Linked DNA regions of Gossypium arboreum: region 1 is linked to region 2. Evidence: chromatin contacts called from public Hi-C data. All regions are on one chromosome and are shown on one strand. The core of a region is the stretch at or near the end of the contact, and the rest is flanking DNA. Distances in the headings are between cores, read along the strand shown.

What was found. Hi-C and Micro-C count contacts between places; a contact is called where the count stands out from the background.
Region 1: a Hi-C map of leaf shows a contact between it and region 2, with 1.7 times the contacts expected there. The contact joins the enhancer-like site here to the promoter of LOC108486421 in region 2. A contact is called at or near these places in 2 of 5 Hi-C or Micro-C datasets (both in leaf).

Annotation. Positions count from the first base shown.
Region 1 is chr11:75,206,654-75,209,353 of ASM2569848v2, forward strand. No RefSeq gene overlaps it. Among protein-coding and RNA genes, the nearest start is that of LOC128284054, 9.5 kb to the right of the region's middle. Within about 2 kb of position 1,393, at least 1 of the 2 cell types and tissues checked has an H3K27ac peak or open chromatin away from gene starts, as enhancers often do. A contact at or near this core is called in leaf, where this site is marked.
Region 2 is chr11:74,750,763-74,753,586 of ASM2569848v2, forward strand. LOC108486421 (protein BRASSINOSTEROID INSENSITIVE 1-like) reads left to right here and starts at 1,512. Exons shown (of 1, transcript XM_017790474.2): 1 at 1,512-2,824. The coding sequence starts at 1,802.

The DNA.
Region 1 (2,700 bases), core at 143-2,642, 460 kb after region 2:
TTCCACCTTTTTTATTTGGGTGTACAAATATTGAAGTACTGTGTTAACCTCGAAGGGGCAACGTCCACTACACGATTACACCGATCAAGGTGGATTTGTATCTACGGCAGTGGTTCTTCTACGACATAGTGATTATTTATTTATTTACGCTCAATTTATTTATCCTATCAACGCTAATTATTTCATTTTGCAGTAGTATATATCTAAGAGAAACAAATTTATTTTTAAGATTTTTTATAAAAGCCAAAAGAAGCAATACTTTAACCATCTTTGGATTTTTTATAAATGTCATGTCACAAAATGATTGTCTAAAAAGTGTTTTTAATGAAGCAAACAATTAGGGTAATATATGTAATGAATTATAGTTTAGGTATTAGTTTTGACAAAAAAATATAAGAATCAAAATAAAATAAAAGATATAATTTAAGTATAAATTTATCATTTAAGCCAAATTTTATTATATATCCATATGATATGTAAACTATAAAATTAATTATTTACTTTACCAAAATTTAAGGCTGAAGGGCAAAACTACAAACGAATTTCTGAAGTGACTGGTATAAAATAGTTAAACTCACCATTGAAACATTACATAAAATAACTAGTTTGTGGCACAACCTTGGTGAAAAAATTATATAATAATTTTATAAAAATAGACAAAAAGCCAAATGTAACTTTCGTTAAAATGGATAAATCATAATATTTTGTGCTCAAATTAATATATATTTTTATATTTTATATAAAAATATAAAAGAATACTTGTAAAATAATATTTCTTGTTTTGTAAAAATATAATTTTAATAGTTTTATAATTAAATAAAATCTAAATGATAACTAACACTAACTCAACTGAAATTCTTTAGGACAAATTATAAAAATAGTCACTTTTGTTTGCTTCATATTACATTTTAGTCATTTATGTATGAAATGGTACGTTTTAGTCACATACGTTATCGTTTTGTTACGAAATGGTTACTCCATCGTTAAACTCCGTTACCTCCCTAACGACAGTCCTACGTGACAGTCCAAATGGGTTTTAAATGCCAACTTAGATATCCAGTTGTTGGGATAAAAATAAATTTTTAATTAAATAAATTTAATTTGGACTACAACGTAGGACATCCAAGTTGGCATTTAAAACTCATTTAGACTGCCGTGTAAGACTGTTGTTAGGGAGGTAACAGAATTTAACGTTAAAGTGATTACTTTGTAATAAAACGATAACATAAGTGACTAAAACGTAACATTTCAAATATAAGTGACTAAATTATAATTTGAGGCAAACAAAAGTGACTATTTTTGTAATTTACCTAATTCTTTAAATAATTCATAATAATAACTTAAAAAGAGAGAAAAAAAAGGACCCCACACGTGTGGTAACATATGCACACAATAATTAGAGGCCCTAGCTTGAATGGCTGAGTGGGCCCACTGTTTTAGGGGCACAGGATAAAATAAAGGAATGATTAATTATAAAGAGAAAATCTAAACTTTATTTCTTCTTCTCATTTTTATCCTTTTAAGGCTGGATATGATATGTTATTTTTCTAATGTCTTAATGATTAATTAACGGTGGAGTTAAGTTTAAATAGGGTTAAAAGAATGGACGATTTTTTTTTTAATAATGGATGCTATTGATGTTTATTTTATTATCAAAATTGAGAATCAGATGAAGTAATAAAAGATTTATTCAGATTATTAAGTTTTTCATTGCTTTTAATGATTTTTATTGTTATTTTTAAAGTGCTTTTAGATAAAATGCATTTGGAGTCATATATATGTATATATTAAACAAAGAAATTTTGAATCTAATGGCAAAATTTTTATTTTTAAAATTGACTTTGAAAAAACACTTTTGAGTAAAATGACATTTTTTAAATTTCTTTATAATTTAATGTATTTTATGTAATATTTATATTGGGTACACAATTATTTTGATATTAAAATTTATTTTAAATATATAAAATTATATATTTAAATTTGTAATAATTATATTTTAATTTACATATTCAAATTAAATTTTATAAATAATTAATATTAATTATTTAAAAATATTTAAAATTTATATTTCATATAAAATATTTAAAATGAATTACAATAAATTTTTTAATTAATAGATTTGAATATTATTCAATTGTATATTTTTAATTCATAATATCATCTTTAAAATGAAAATTTTAATTTTAAAAAGCAACTTTTGATGACAATAATTAAATTTTAAATTTTAAATTTTAAATTGAAATTTTTAAAAATATTTGTTCACCATACCTTTGATATAAAAGTAAATGGAAAACTAGCAGTTAGTTAAATCAACCTTGAAATGAATTCTGTACCTTTTAAAATAATGATTTTAGGAAAAGGGCAACGAGTGGGTCTCTCACACTCTTATTTGTCCTTTCTTGTTTAAAAAATAAATGTAAAGTACAAAAGGAAGGGGGAGATGAAAGAAAAGAAAATGGATCAATGCCACACGAGGGAACGAGAAAGAGATGACTACTGAAAGTTGAGGGTCCTACCCCTCTAATTATTTTGCTATCAACACAAAAGTAGGGGGGAAATGAATCCTTTTCTCGTTGGCTACTATTAAAATTATCAATGTAGTAAATGGCACTTGTGATTCTAAGGTGTATTTAGTTTAATCTTAATTTTCTAGTCGTAATGGGTTACGGGCGATATAGATAGAATAGAATTTTATTGAAA
Region 2 (2,824 bases), core at 262-2,761:
ATATTAAATAAATTGTATTTTTTAAATTTTAGATAAATAAATATCAAATGATTTAAATGTAATATAATATAATATAAATTTATAAATGACCAGATTTAAGAAAGGAAAAGGAGTGGTCAAATTTAAAATTACAGGTACATAAATGCCAAAATGACTTTTGATTAATCCTCGTGACCAAAAACAGAAGTCCTATTAAATTAAGAGATTGGGAATCTCCAATTAATTGACAGTGATGGATCAATCCTTTATCACACGTACGCTTCAAAAGCTAGAGAGACAAACAGTCTAACAAGTTTTCTCTTTCTTTCTTTTTAACATTAGAATAAGATAATGATAGCGAGTGAATAATAAACAAAAATTACAATAGAATTTATGTTAAAATACTTTCCAACTTCCCATGTCATTTTTATATTTGAGAATTAATTCTGTATTTCATTATTTATATTTTTATTTAAAATATAAATTTAATTATTAATATTGTTTAAATTTTTGTTAAATTTAAATTTATTGTCTTATTTTACAATATTTTTAAGTGTTTTTTAATTTTAAAATTTCAAACTAATAAATTTAATAATAAATTTTAATTAAAATTTTAAAATTAAATTAATAGTGAAACCAATCTCATCAATTTTAAATTTAATTGGTTTAACTCTTTATTATGTAATAATAAATAATCCTTTTCAGGCTAATTTTATAAACAATCACTTTAATAGTGTTCTAAGTGTAGGAAAATGACAAGAATCCTAAGACTTAACCAAATCAAAACATTTTTTTTAGAATTATTTTTCTAGAACAAACATAAAAACTTGATAACATATAGCTATATATTTTCAACTAATTATATCATGATATTTTTCTACGAAAACATGACATTTTATTAATAAACTAAATAGGAGTTTTAAATTTCTCTATAATGTGAAATAAAATTTATATAAGTTTTAGAATTATTAGATAATATTATGACCTACGTTGCCTTCATTATAGTCTAATTATGATTTTTATTCCCAATTTTCTATTATAATGTAATTATGATTTTTATACCAAATTAATCTCTTTATTTTAATTAATCAAGATATTTAATACTTAATAAAAAGTGAAAAGTTAAATTCATTGTTGATAAACATACGGATTTAATTGCTTAGTTTTATTAATTTGTTATATATAAATGATTGGAATATTAATTTTTAGGTTGAATTGCCCGAATTTTAAGTTAACGATTTAATAAAAATATTTAAATGTGTTATTTGATTAAACTAAAATTTTAGTTTTAGTAAAGTAGGGATGAAACTCTAAGAAACTACAATAAAAAGTTTATGTTTAGTATAGAATTATATTAAATATTAAGTCAAAAAGAAAAAGGAAAGTTATTATAAGTAGAAGATAAGGAGAGACCCATCCATCCCCTAATCTCATACACTTAATCACCCATCTAGAGAGACAAACATAATATTTTAATCATTAACTTAATCATACTTAATTGTTAGATTAAATATATTAATTTAGTTATCCAAGAATTGAACTTGTTGAAGAAAGAGAGAGTGTCTCACATGCCATGTGAACAACAGCTGTTTCCATTCCCCCACTTTGATAATACATCCTTCTTGCCATCTTTGCTCTTGTCTTTTGACTCCCATTATTTCTTTCTTCCCAAACCCAAACCAAATTAATACCACCATCTCTCTCTCTCTCTCAAACCAGATCTCAAAGCTCTCTTCTTTCTCTCTAATGGCACCCATCATATCCTAAAACACCTCTCTCCCTCTTTCTTTCTTGTCCGAAAGAAGTTAAATTTCCCACAAATATGAGGCCTTCATTAGCCTCAACAACATACTTTTCTCTCCTCATTCTTACATTCTCCGTCACCTTTCTTATCTCCCTCGAAGCTGCTGCTTCTGCTTCTTCCAAAAACAGAGATTCTCAGCCACTTCTTAACTTCAAAGCCAGCTTGCTTGACCCATCTCTTCTTCAAAGCTGGGTTGCTAACCAAGACCCTTGTAGCTTCAAAGGTGTTACATGCCAAGATTCCAAAGTTTCCTCTATTAATCTCAGCTACACAGCATTGAGCATTGATTTTCATATTGTTGCTGCTTTCCTTTTATCCCTGCAAAACCTGGAATCCCTTTCTTTGTTGAAGGCCAATATCTCTGGCAACATTTCTTTCCCTTCTGGGTCCAAGTGTAGCTCCCTGTTGACCACCTTAGATCTATCTCAAAACACCTTGTCGGGTCCTCTTTCAACTGTTTCCAACTTGGGTTCTTGCACAAACTTGAAGGTTCTCAATCTATCAAGCAATAGCCTTGAGTTTTCGGGTAAAGAATCCAGGGGTTTGAAGCTAAGTTTGGAAGCTCTGGATCTTTCTTTCAACAAGCTATCTGGTGAAAACGTGGTTCCTTGGATTCTTTATGGTGGTTGCTCTGAGTTGAAGCTCTTGGCTTTGAAAGGAAACAAGATTAGTGGTGAAATAAATGTGTCGAATTGCGGAAAGTTGCAGTTTTTGGATTTTTCATCCAACAATTTCTCAGTGGGGACTCCTTCATTTGGAGACTGCTTAGCTTTGGAACATCTTGATGTATCTACCAACAAGTTTTCTGGTGATATTTCCCATGCAATTTCTTCGTGTGTGAACTTAGAGTTCTTGAACCTATCAAACAATCAGTTTTCGGGGCCGATTCCAGCTTTGCCAACTTCCAAATTACGGCGCCTTTATTTAGCATTAAATAAGTTTGAAGGAGAGATTCCAGTGTATCTCACAGAAGGTTGTTCAGGCCTTGTTGAGCTGGATCTTTCTTCAAATAAGCTTTCTGGTATGGTTCCTAGTGGCTTT